Linked DNA regions of Mus musculus: region 1 is linked to region 2. Evidence: chromatin contacts called from public HiChIP or PLAC-seq data. All regions are on one chromosome and are shown on one strand. Each heading gives the region's core, a stretch centred on a gene start, on an enhancer-like site or on the middle of the called end of the contact. The rest is flanking DNA. Distances are from core to core; before and after follow the strand shown.

Region 1 (6,657 bases), core at 2,519-5,018, 240 kb before region 2:
GCTAGCTTCAAGCTTGGAGTCTTCCTGCCTCATCCTTCCGAGTGCTGGAATTGCACCCTGACCTCCAGCCTGGCTTTTGACAGTCCTTCCCCTTACATATGTGTTTCTCAAGTACAGGCAAGAAGCTGGAGGCTCAGCTGCCTGAGGGAGCTGTAGGGAAGGGATTCTTTTCTTTCTTTTTAACAATTTATTTACTTTTTATTTCTTTTTACATGCATTGGTGTTTGGTCTACATGTATGTCTGTGTGAGATACCAGATCCTGGAGTTACAGACACTGTTGATCTGCCATGTAGGTATTGGAAATTGAACCTGGGTCCTCTGGAAGAGCAGTAAGTGCTCTTAACCACTGAGCCATCTCTCCAGTCCAAAAGCAGGGATTCTTAAACTTTTCCTCTTACAACCCTTTTCATTTGAGAAATTTTTACATGAATCTGGACATACAGGTATATAAAATAGTCATACACATCAACTATTTACTGATAATGAATCATAATTCATTTTAAAGTAATGCTTTGGTATTTTCATCATTTATTAAAGAAAAACAAATTTGCATGCTAATGAAATATGCTTATTTATTTATACGTAAAAAATTAAATCTTAGGTAAATATTTAATATTGTGGGACAGTATTTTTCATTATTTCTACATTTTAGAATTGATTGATTTTGACTTTATAATTCTAAGAATAAATAAATACTTAGCAGACAGTGACAAAGGTATATTGACAGCAATTTCAGAAATTGTTGGAAATTCATTACGTGTTTGTTCTTAGGAAAGTTAAGTCAGCAATTCAAAGAGCAATTTTTGAAGCCAAACATTTCAACATAATGAAACCCAGAGCTGTATGGATTTGACATTTACATGCTGAGAGGCATAATGGTCAGATAACACTGGAAGTCTTTGTCTTCTGAAGTGAGACGACTGTGTTGCTAGGAAAGCAGAGAACTATAGGAAAAGCTCTGTAGTTCAAAGCACACAACAGTCTTAGCTCTGAGCCCAGGCGCTTTGCTGGGTACTCCTTACTCTTGCCAGCACGACACATATCTTTTATTGTTGCTAAACACTGGGTGAGCGCCAGCTCAAGAAGTTTTGGTTTTAGATTTAAGAGCTGATGAGGCACGGAGCTGGGATGCCAGTGTAGGTGTCTGCTTCCAGCCTGCCAGTGTGATCTGCTACGGGTTTACCACCTGGGGTTCTGGTAGGGAAAAGACGCTGTTTCATAGTGTTTGTGGTTCTCATGATATAAATATCCCCACCATGGCTAGTCGCAAGCTGCCAACTTGATTGCACTGAACAAACTTGTTAAGAAATCTACCACATCTATTCTTTCTGGCATCAGTTGTCATCGTCAGCTCACCAAGATCGCCTTGTATGTACTAATGCCATCAAATACCCTGAGGAGCCTAGCACACTTGTTTTGTCACCTGACCCTCTGTTCTCCAGCAGTCATTCCCACAGAGGTCCATCCCAGAACAACCATTGGAGGAACCCAGCCAGGCACTACCCTGGAGGTTTACACGGTGTTTCTAACTCAACTTGCCCATAACCATTTCAAGGAGACACTACTGTTTTCCTTACTTCCTTAAAAATTAATTTAGAGGTCTGGAGAATTTAAATGGTTTGGTGAAGATCACACAGAATACAAGTGAAGTGTGTCTAGACTAAGGCTAGACCAGACTCTTGCACCTTGCAGGTGACCTTTAGAGAAGGCATTGAGAAGTTAATGAAGACTGGCAAGAAGCAGTTTTACACAAGTGCTATGGGACAGATGTTATTTTCCCTATATGATACCAAACGTTGGTTACCTGAACTGGTGATAGCAGACATTGTAAACATCAAGATATTGGCTGTGTTTACATTTTTTTAAATCTGAACTTTCCATGGGTGTGATGATGTACAACTTTAACCCCAGCACTTGGGAGGCAGAGTCAGGCAGATCTCAGAGTTTGAGGCCATCATGGTCTATAGAGTTCCAGGATAGTTAGGGCTACATAGAGAAACCCTATCTCATTAAAAGCCAAACCAAAATCAAAACCTAACCAAAACTCAAAATCAAACAAAATTTTAGACATTTTAATAAGGCAGTTCTGATGGAGAAACAGATGTCTAGAATTGAGTCCACAGTCTGCTACCAGAAGCTTCATCTCTGAAACAATGCCATTTTGAGTCTTTGGTCAAAAAAAAGATAACAATTTTTTTAAATTAATTAATTTTGAGACAAGGCTTCACTATGTAGCCCTGGCTGTCCTGGAATTCACTATGTAGACCACACTGACCTCAAACTCACAGAAATCCCTCTGCCTCTGCCTCCTCTGCCTCTGCCTCTGCCTCTGCCTCTGCCTCTGCCTCTGCCTCTGCCTCTGCCTCTGCCTCTGCCTCTGCCTCTGCCTCTGCCTCTGCCTCTGCCTCTGCCTCTGCCTCTGCCTCTGCCTCTGCCTCTGCCTCTGCCTCTGCCTCTGCCTCTGCCTCTGCCTCTGCCTCCTGACTGCTGGGATTAAAAGCATGCACCAGCATATCCAGCTTGTGATAATCAATTTTTGAAAAGTATTTTTAGATTTATTTATCTCATTTTATGTGTATATTTTGCCTGTATGTGCATACATGTGTGCCAGGGGCCTGTGGGAGCCCAGAAGGGGGAGTCTGGTTCACAGAAACTGGAGTTGGGGATGGTTCTAAAACCACAAGTGTTCTTCTCTGCTGAGCCACCTCCCCAGACCCTATAACTAATTTTTAAACAAAATTCATGGGCCTTAAAAGCATGTCTAGGAGCCAGGCAGTGGTGGCACATGCCTTTAATCCCAGCACTTGGGAGGCAGACAGATTTCTGAATTCGAGGCCAGCCTGATCTACAGAGTGAGTTCCAGGACTGCCAGGACTACACAGAGAAACCCTGTCTGGAAAAACCAAAAAAAAAAAAAAAAAAAGGAAGAAAGAAAAAGAAAAACAAACAAACAAACAAAAGTATGTCTAGGGGCTAGAGAGATAAGAAAAAGAAAGGAAAAGAGGGAGGGAGGGAGGGAGGGAGGGAGGGAGGGAGGGAGGGAGGGAGGGAGGGAGGGAGGGAGAGTGGCAAACAGGTGTGCTGGCCTGTGATTGAAATTCCAGTACTGAAAAGATAGACTCACTGGCAGCCAGCAAGGCTATGAACTCTAGGCCAGTGAGAGATCCTTTCCCAGGAGAGAGAGGTGGCAGGCAGGCACACATACAGTCACACACAGCCCCATACTTACCCCACACACTAAGAAAAGACAAGGAAGGAAAGGCATGCCTGTGGTCTACAATAGAGGTGTGGTGATGCATTCCTCTAGCCACAGAACTTGAGAGGCTAAAGATGGGAGATAAAGAGTTTGAGGCTAGCCCAGGCTATATAGCAAGACTTTGTTTGTTTGTTCAAAAACAAGGGTGGGGGAGTAAATGTGTCAACTAGTTGTTCCCACAGTGCTGAGAGGTCCTGAGTGGCTCATGAGCCTGGCACTCCTCCTGTCCCTCTGCAGTCTTTGCAGTTATTTCTCCTGTTTCTTTGGCTTTTTTATTTCTCCTGACTTTAAAGCTTCAACAGATGGACTAAACATCATTGCCCAGGCCCCTCTGAGGGTCCTCATCCAGCATGGGGTTGGGTGCGTTCAGAAACAGGCCCGAGGAAACCACAAGCAGGCTTAGGTTGAGAATTGCTGTGCACGAAATCAAATCCTCTTCATTCTGCTCTGACCAGAAAGAATGTTGAGAAAGAAGAGCCTGGCTCTGCTTCCCTGTGGATGTGATAAAGTCTGAGACTTGCAAAAAAGCTTAAGTAGTGCAACTTGTGTAAGAAGAATTCCTTGGGTGCACTTACTATAAACAAAGGGTCCTTGGCACGAACAGAGAACTGAACAGCTGCAGCTGCAAGAGATTTGCTTAGACAACCAAAACATTAAATACTCTTGGGGGAGAGAGGGGGAGGGGGAGGGGGGAGGGGGGAAGGGGAGAGGGAGAGAATGTCCATCTTCTTTCTACATCTCTGTAGCCCTTCTAGGACTAAGTGTGCCTATCTATGGCTGAAAGGAACACTAAGCATGACTGGATCTTCCCTTTATTTCTTTCAAGTTAAGTAAACACCAGGGTCTGAGGTTAAGTCACTAGACATAAATCAAATAAATAAAAAAGAGGACACTGGTGGGACTTGAGCTTCCCAGAGGATATTATACAAGCTAGTGGGAGTGACTGATGCAGTAAGAATTGCCTTTTAATGAGATTATTGTGGCTCCACATTGGAATCAGCTTACTTAATGTGGGAAAGCCTAGGGAAGCAACAACACAGCATCATGCATTTCTTGGTCGTCTTGCTCACCCTTATGGTACTGCAACTATCCAGACTCAGTTTCCTCAGGCATCACCATGAAGTCAACTAGACCTTGTTTCATGTCTCTGCAGAATTCAATTAATCATATGTTACTAAAATAACTGCTACATGCTCAAAGCATGAAATATGTAATTTCATCTTTTACAACAAATGTACAATTAACTGTGCTTATCTCTGCATAAAAGGAACTTTTAAAGCATGATGGCATTTTCCCTTTATTTCAAGTCAAGCAAACACAGAGGTCTAAGATTAAGATTACTAAACCATACTAGTAGATTTTACCCCAAATTTTACTAGTTTATACTAGAAGTACTATTGTTATTATTTTGGAACATGGAATTGTCAAATTATGACTTTTCAATTTCAAGAAAGTGTCTCCTGGGCCATCACGAACTCACTTTCATCCCACGCTGGACTCAAACTCTTAATTCTTGGGCCTCAGTTTCCCCAGTGCTGAAATTAAAGGCATGTGTCACCAATCTTCACAATCCGTTATCGTTTTTATTTTTAATAACAAGCATGTATCATCTCTGAAATAAAATCATCACTATGTCAAACATCTGGATGTAGAGGTAACGGTCTCAACATCAAATAATGACTAGTTGTTACAGTTAGAACAATACAAGTTAAAACTATAACATAATACTGTTTTGTGCCAACGATCCTGATTGCATGGCTGCAGGAGGATAAAGCAGCAACCACACCGAATGCTGGAGCAGACGCAGCAAGATTAAATCATTTACACATCACTGGAGGCTGCAAGGGGCACAGCCACTCAGGGGTGCGGGCAAGCACTGTTAATAAGTTAAACACACACTTGGTAAATGACCCAACAGCTCCAGTTATAGAAAAAGGGAGGCACTTATTTTCATATAAAAATCACACACAAATATTTGTAGCTCATTTATTCACAGCCATATCCTTCAACTGGTGAATGGATAGCTGTGACACACTGGTGCGGTGCAACACTTGGCTGCAAAAAAGTCAAATGTGCCATGCATATTTGCAACTCTGTGAATGAAAGCCAAAGGCATTATGCTAAGTGAAAGAAGCCAGTTGTCAAAAACTCTATGTTCCCTTTTATATGATGTGGAAAAAACAGCAGTGGCAGAGGGTTAGAGAACACAGTCTGATGGCAGACGGGGAAAGTGGAAGCCCTAGGGAAGTCATTGGGGATGGAACAGAGAGCTGTGTCTCTTGACTGTGGCGTTGCTCACACGTCTCTTAAGCAACTGTCACTCTCAGAGATCTGTGCATCAAAATGAGTATGATTGCATGTAAATCTAAAAATACCGTTTCAAAAAAGAAACATGCTATCAACATATATACTCAATTCATGTTTTCTCTTTAGAAATCTCTTCACAAGTGAGCTTTCATTCTGTCATGCTGGGGGTGGGGTCCAGGGCTGTGTGCATGCTAGGGAAGTTCTCATCGCCAGGCTCCTCACACCTCTGAACCTATCCCATGGCCTTGCTATGTCAGGTCAAGAGAAGCAGCTTTGAAACTGGCAGTCGCTCTACTGAAACCAGAAGGGTGATGGAACTGTGATATTCTTGTTTCCTGAGGGAAGTCTGGGAGTCCATAGTTACAGTTAGGAAAACTCTGTATAAGTGCAGATGGGTGAGGCAGAGGCCAATGCTTCATAAGGGAAGCCAGGCACTCATAAGCACACGCCATATTGTGGATGGCGTGTGCCAAGCCTTAATAGCAGCCAACTCTCCTTTCATACTGCAGGAACCAACCCCTTGCCTTGTTCAGTCATGTCTGCCTTAAGTTTCTCAACTTCTTCCATGTACAAACACTGGATAAACAGGTGTTTTACAGCCGGGGCAAGGTGCCTCTCCTGACAGGTTTCTGGACTGAACTCAGTGTATCTGCTTAAGCTCAAACACGTAACTCATAATGCTATGCTAGGCAGTACTAGAGTATCTGACGATACACTCCTCAGTTGTAAGCAGTGTAATGCTAACATCATTGTGCACACACACACACACATACATACAATGTATATATACAATAATAACATATTTTATTATTATTATTATTATTATTATTATTATACTGTAAAATTGCCTCAGGTTGCTTTTTTTAAAAAGTTTATGTAGAGAATAGAGGAGCAGTAAGAATGAAGCCAGAAGCCAGGCGTGGTGGAGCACGCCTTTAATCCCAGCACTTGGGAGGCAGAGGCAGGCAGGTTTCTGATTTCAAGGACAGCCTGGTCTACAGAGTGAGTTCCAGGACAGCCAGGGCTACACAGAGAAACCGTGTCTCAAAAAAAACTAAAAAAGAAAAAAAAGAAAAGAAAAGAATGAAGTCGG
Region 2 (6,914 bases), core at 474-2,973:
GACTCGCTTTGATTAAATTCAAGAAAGCCTTCCCAAGAGCCCATGGTTACAGCAACTCCTACACATGCTCAGGAAAATAGAAATTTATTTCTTCAGTGTCCATGAAAGCTTCCTGTCTCAGAAAATGCACCGCTACTCGACAAATTCTGAGAAGCTAAATGAATTTCATAAAGGTGACAAAACAAAACTGAATCTCAATTGTGTGGCTTCTTCAACTGACAATGGTTTTATCACAAAAGTACATATTTTCTCCACTGGTATTATTTGGACCTTAAAAAAAGAAACTTGTATTTTAATAATTCATGAGTATTCAAACATGCCATTTTATTGTTTTCATTCTACCACACGAAGCTCTTTCTTTGCTTTGAAAAACTATCTCCTTTTATTGTATATAAAAAAGTAAAAATCATTTTAATCAATGCTTTCTTATGCTTAACTACACTTTTGTTGAAGATTTTTTAAAAATTATGACACAGTTTATTAAACTGTTTATCCTACATGTTCTGCCAAAAAAGCCCATAATCTCAGTTCAAGCCTGTTAGACCTCTTTATTGTACTTTTATATATATCACTCATAAACGCAAACCAGTTACTATCCCAGACTCATTATCAGCATCCAGTGCTTAAGAAAATTTACAGAATAAAAACTGTGTTCTGATTGTATTAACTCAGTGTACAGCATACACAGACAAGGAAACAAACCAGCTCACTTCGATATTATCTCTGTCTAGAATTAACAATCGTTTTGATCTAGAGATGGATAAAATTCATACAGGCATAAAATCCATTTACACACCGGTATCCGATTTTCAGCAAGTTATAGGCCGGCCATGGTCCTTTAAATAAGGATGCAACTTTAGGGTAAGACCTACTAACAAATGGTAGCAGCAAGGAGAGGAAGACACTAGTTCCTTAGAGGTAAATACTGGCCCCTCGCTCTCGAAATGCGAGCCTTTGTTGGTAAAAATCTATGTACAAAAGAACCCAACATCCTCACAGCCAAACCACAGCCATAATGTTGCAAAGAGACGGCTCACCGAAATACATACGTATATGAGTGTGCTTAACATCTTTCACCACTTACACCCCAAAACAAGGGTCTGCCACGCTCGGGTGCCCAGACTGCAGCTTCGCACCCCAGCTGACTGCAACTCAGCCCTGTCGGTCTGCTGAGCCAGCTAAACAAACCACTTCTTACATTCAGCTTGTTTTCCTAAACACTGAGGGTGGTTCCCCACACCCTGAACAAAATGTGTCACAAATCTGACCATCGTTCTCGAAAAAAAAAAAAAAAATTAAAATCCCATCTTAATCATTTCCCCCAAGCCTGAATCAATGTTCCTCGCTTCCCTAAGAAATCCACCCCAAAACCCACAAGCATGGTCACTTCATCTCAATTCAAAAGGAGCTACATGGAAAACGTGTCCTTTACCTTGCTTGGCTCCGGAGGCTTGGTTAGAGAGCAGCTTCCCCTGGCGGAGCAGATGGGTGGTGAGGTCGGCCCGCCCAGCCCAAGCCCAGCCCAGCCCAGCCCAGCCCAGCCCAGCCCAGCCCAGTCAGCCCAGCCCAGCGCAGCGAAGCCCTGCCCAGCCCAGCCCAGCCGTAGTAGGAGTTGCCCACCGAGAGGCGTCGTGTGTCTGTCTGTATAGCAGCCCCTGAAGCCCAAGCCTGAGTCCCCACCCAGCTTTGTCTTCAATCCTCATTCCTACAGGAAGCAGCTCATCTCCCACTTCCTCCTCTCTTAGTATCGGGTAGCAAGCCAGCTTTCTCGTTTGCTTCTCCCACCACTTCAGGGCTTCCTCTAAGTGGCTTTGTCTGCTGCTGATGCTAATTTGGCTCTAATCCCCTGGACCCCTTTTTTCCAGCGCCCTTCCATCCCCACTGCACTGTCTTCTCAGTCCTTTTCTTATCTCCCAGCGCTCATCTCCCAACAGTGTCCACACAGTGCCTCAGTGGGTTTCCTCAACACCCAAACTGCTTTCTCATTCTGAACTGAAGCTACTGTATTTATTGGGCCGGCGTAGACTCTGGTCCTGAGATCCGGGGCCAGCCAGCAGCGCCTTCTAATTTACGGCCTATCTGCATTCCCAAGCAGCTTGCAGCCTCTTGCTGCCGAGTTTTTCCTCTGTGGCCAGCCAACCTTTCCGGAGCTTCATTCCCCCAAGGTCTCCCTACCACTGAGATTTTATTTAACCCATATGCTTAGAAAATAATGGCACCCGCAGGACTTCTGGGACGTGTGAGCTAAGCCAAGTCCTGCAATGCTGAGGTAGATCTAGCAGTGAGAACAGTCCGAGGAGAGTGTGAATGAAGGGAGGGGTGTGGTCTGAGTGGCCCGGATTCCCAGTCCAGCCATAGATCCCCTCCTCTACCACCCACCTAATATTGGTAGGGCTGAGGGGCCTCTTTTGCCCTTTGTTTCAGACAATAGGATAGTGTCATGAATAAAGAGAACCATTGTCAGTCTGTCCTCCAGAGTTAAAATCTGAGCTGTCATTCCTGCCTGTAAACTTAGACAAATGACTTAATGTCTATATGCCTCAGTTTCCCCACTTGCAAAAATCATACCATATTTCACAGTGGAAAAATCTGAGAAGGAAGTAAGACCAGACAGATACGTGGTGCTTCAAATAGTTCCCAGAGCAGAGAAAATACTCAATTACATACTATCGGTTATTATTTACAAGAGACTGAAACTCAGGTGACAAGTGGCTCGGACAGTCAACAGCCGGTCGGACACCAGTGTTTGTTCCCCTGGCTTCCCCCAGTTATGTTCACAGCTGAGCCCTGATGCTTGTGGCAACAATTTACCCCAGGTTTGAGTTATTCTTTCTCTGGATTAAGGAAGCACTTTGGGGGAAGGTACATTTTAAACACCAGCAGGGCAGCGAGGAGGGAATCCTTGCTCCTGAAGGGAGGTGATGCATGGTAGTCATAGCTGCAGTTTCAGTACTGTAGCCTGAGACAACAGAATCACTTTGAGCTCAAAGCTCCTCTGAGTTACATGGTGAGACCCTGTCTCAAATGTAATTAATAAATAAATCCATCCTCTCTCAGAAGCCAGGCCTAGAAAGCTAACCTTCTCAAGCATTAGAAGCAATCTGCTACTGTATTTTGAAGGCCCTGTCCTACCTTCACTCACCAGGAGGGAATCTGACAGGAAAATCTAGATTGATGCAGGCTCATCAGCTGTGCCTTCCTCGCACACCCTGGGGACTACCGAATGTCATTCTGGCAGGCGCAAAAGTTACTCTCAGTGAGTGTTCTCAAACAATCCCAAGATTCCTTTTGTTTTGATTTCAAGTTCCATGAAGTTTCTCAGAAATCTTTTTTTATTGTAAGAGACCAGAAATGTCCAACATAAAGTATATATACATACATATATATAAAATAGTGTGTGTGTGTGTAATGCTAAGCCTAAGGGGGGGGGGAGGTCTCAAAAGTTTGGGGAAATTATAAAAACAAGACTTTGGTCAATTTTAAACCAAATTTTAAATCTTTACTTTTAATCCAGCTAAGAGACTCTCCTTCCCTCCCTCCCTTTCTCCCTCCCTCCCTCCCTCACTCCTCTCCATGAGAAAGGGGTTGGTATTTCTATTAAGTTTTTATTTAGAAAAAAATCTTTTAAACAAGAAATCACTAGGAATTTGTGCCTGCCTCCTAACGTATCCCCTCTACTCTGGTCATAAACCTCCCAGGAGATTCATCTGCCGGGCTCCAGGAGAGACCGACCAAACTCCTCAAACTAAAAACCCAGATTTTAAGATGTCCCCTTCCTGTCATTAGCCTCATTGATTTCTGTCCCAGCAGCTTCTTCTTTCAGGAGGCAAGAGTCACGTGTGGGTGTGTAGCTCCTCCAGGGGAAGAGATTAATCCAGCTTAGAGTTGGAACACAAGCATACGAGGCCCTGACACCCGGCCTACAATGTACCCATTTCATAGGGGAAAAGGTGAGCCTCTTACTTATGTGAAATGCTTGTGCAATCAATTGTCAGATGAAAGCTACTTTACATACATTCCATTGACTCAGAGATAAAAATCTGAAAACATTCACCACTGTTCTCATTTGCAGAAAGTAATACCCTGCTGTATGTCTTACATTTATCTGATAGTGGTGGCTGATGGGGACACAAAGGGCATCATTTTAGCCTAATGTCCCCATTTTCCTATAATTTTGAGCATTCTGGCTAGCAGTTCATAGGAGCTCTAAATATTACTTGACGCCTACTCCTCTCTCTATAGTCTCCATTTTCTTTAAGAAGGCACATCAAACCAACTGTACACACAGTGTTAGGATAACTGCATACCCCCTTTTCTTTGCTATTTCAAAGTAAATCAGTCTTTGATGGCTACCTCCAAATTACCTCTTTACCCAGGTTGTCCCTCTCTCCTCCCCTGCCACCACCTTCTGTCCCCACTGCTTTGGGTTTCCCTGTGTGGCTGCAATGTTTTCTACTATAGGCCTCTACCTCCAGCCATTCTTCTAAGTCATCCTTAACAGAATTTCAGTTCCAAAATGAAGAGCTGACCATGTCACTGCCCTGCTTTCATTGCTACCTTTCTGCCCTTCCCACGGCACAGCACGCCAGACCCTACATGATGCCACCCGTCTACACTCCAGCCTTATTGCCTCTTTCAGTCTCATGTCTACCAGTGGGTAGAGTCTGCCGTCCAGCCCCCACCTCTGAACCCTGACAACGTACTATATCTATCTCCAGACACACCCTCATCCTTCTCTCTAGGATGTATTCTGGAGAGCCCCTGTTTGTCACTCAACACAGCCTTTCTTAGAAGACTTCTTCGATGGCTAACTTTTGTTGTCAACTTGAATTTAAAAGAAGATATCTCTGGAAGTGTCTGTGAAGATGTTTCCAGAGGCGCTTAGCTGGGGTCAGGGGATGGGGGGGGTGGGGGGAGCATCATTCCATGGAATAAAAGCCCAGACTGAATGAACAGGGAAGAAGGGGAAAAAGTAGGCTGCATACTTCCTCTGCCATGCTGTCCCGTCCACTATAGATGATGACCTCTGATGCCTTCCTTCCTTAAGTGGCTTCTCTTGGGGATTTTGTCACAGCATGAAAAAGAAGAAAATCTCCCCTGGCCAAGTAGGCAGGCAGAGCAGGGTCTCTCCTCTGCAGGGTCATTCTGCCCTGCCCCCGACTCTCCTTCAACACAGTTGTTTTAATGTTGATCCACTGTACGTCTGTCTCACCCCTCTGTCAGGGGCCCCGTTTTGTGTTTTCCTCACTAATGTAGCAGTTAGTTCATAGAAGTTTGCATACTGAAAAGCAACAACTGCTGGCAGAAATTCTCACACCTTTGTATTTCTTTGGCCACTGTGTGTGTGGGGGGGATGTCTGAGATGGGGTGGGGGGGATGTCTGAGATGGGGCGGGGGGGGGGAATGTCTGAGATGGGGCGGGGGGGGGAATGTCTGAGATGGGGTGGGGGGGATGTCTGAGATGGGGCGGGGGGGGGAATGTCTGAGATGGGGCGGGGGGGGTGATGTCTGAGATGATTACTTAGCTGGAGTGTAAAGTCACAATCCCACCCTCCTCTCTCCCTCTCTCTTCTACAAACTCCAGGAAACCGCGCTATATGTACACCAAATTCTGAATATCTGTTACGTAGGCAACCCTAAAGAAGTCTGGGGCAACGTCTTGTTCCATTTTGGCACTGAAATGTTTATAAAGAAGCATAGTCTGGCGACAAAAACTAATTTAAAAAATTAAAATGAGATAGAAAACAGGAAGGAAAGCCATTCTGTCCTTGAATCTCTGGAGGAACGTTACAAGAGGGTACTGTACAACCAGGAACACTTCTGACATATTTTGCACACCCCAAAGTCTTCACTGCCTCAAAGCTGTCCCTGAGCCTCTCGTATGCCAAATCCCCAAACTCATTCTCTAATCTCTTTACCATGCTTCACTTCTACCAGCACCACGACCACCACGACCATCACCACCATCACCACCACCATCACCACCACCACCACAACCATCACCACGACCACGACCACCACGACCATCACCACCATCACCACCACCACGACCACCACGACCACCACGACACCACAACCATCACCACCACCACGACCACCATCACCACCACCATCACCACCACCACCACAACCATCACCACCACCACGACCACCATGACCATCACCACCACCACCACAACCATCACCACCACCACCACGACCACCACGACCATCACCACCATCACCACCACCATCACCACCACCACCACAACCATCACCACCACCACGACCACCATGACCATCACCACCATCACCACCACCACCACAACCATCACCACCACCACGACCACCATGACCATCACCACCATCATCACCACCACCACTACACCATACAACCACACTACCACTATGACCACCACCATCACCACTAGCCCCACACCACCACACCACCACCACCCTATTGTGCCCAGCTAGCTCTATGCTGTTTCAATTGACTTGCCTTCTCTGACTAAGCCCCCACTTAATTCTCTTTCCATGTCTTAGTTCTCTCTTGCTCTCTGTCTTTCCCCATCTCCCTCTGTCTTACAGATACTGACCACAACTCATGCCAACAAAGCTGACCTGCAGGAATGTATAGGTAGTGAGGAAAGAAGAGTGAAATGGGAAGAACAAATTCACATACTAATAACGTTTGCCCACTTGCATGCATAGATGATATCTAATAACTCACTGAATGGCTGTACAGCAGCAGTGAAGAAGAAATATGTTAATTTTTGTTTTTTTTTTTTTTTTTTGGTTTTTCGAGGCAGGGTTTCTCTGTGTAGCTCTGGCTGTCCTGGAACTCACTCTGTAGACCAGGCTGGCCTCAAACTCAGAAATCTGCCTGTCTCTGCCTCCCAAGTGCTGGGATTAAAGGCGTGTGCCACCACCGACCG

What was found. HiChIP or PLAC-seq counts read pairs in DNA pulled down with a chosen protein or histone mark.
Region 1: an H3K4me3 HiChIP or PLAC-seq map of stem cell-derived neural progenitor cells shows a contact between it and region 2, with 8 times the contacts expected there. The contact joins the enhancer-like site here to the promoter of Gng2 in region 2. A contact is called at or near these places in 11 of 39 promoter capture datasets (the 3T3-L1 cell line, cranial neural crest, embryonic stem cells and 7 more), 1 of 484 Hi-C or Micro-C datasets (embryonic stem cells), 5 of 115 datasets of contacts at active chromatin or transcription factors (embryonic basal ganglia, embryonic stem cells, epiblast stem cells and 1 more) and 1 of 9 other capture datasets (adipose tissue).

What each region holds. Positions count from the first base shown.
Region 1 is chr14:19,734,518-19,741,174 of GRCm38.p6, forward strand. The region is part of intron 3 of Gm29899 (a long non-coding RNA gene); the gene reads left to right. Among named protein-coding and RNA genes, the nearest start is that of Nid2, 13 kb to the right of the region's middle. Within about 2 kb of position 3,769, at least 61 of the 459 cell types and tissues checked have an H3K27ac peak or open chromatin away from gene starts, as enhancers often do. A contact at or near this core is called in stem cell-derived neural progenitor cells, where this site is marked.
Region 2 is chr14:19,975,526-19,982,439 of GRCm38.p6, forward strand. It overlaps Gng2 (guanine nucleotide binding protein (G protein), gamma 2), which reads right to left and starts at 1,724. Exons shown (of 4, transcript NM_010315.4): 1 at 1,433-1,724.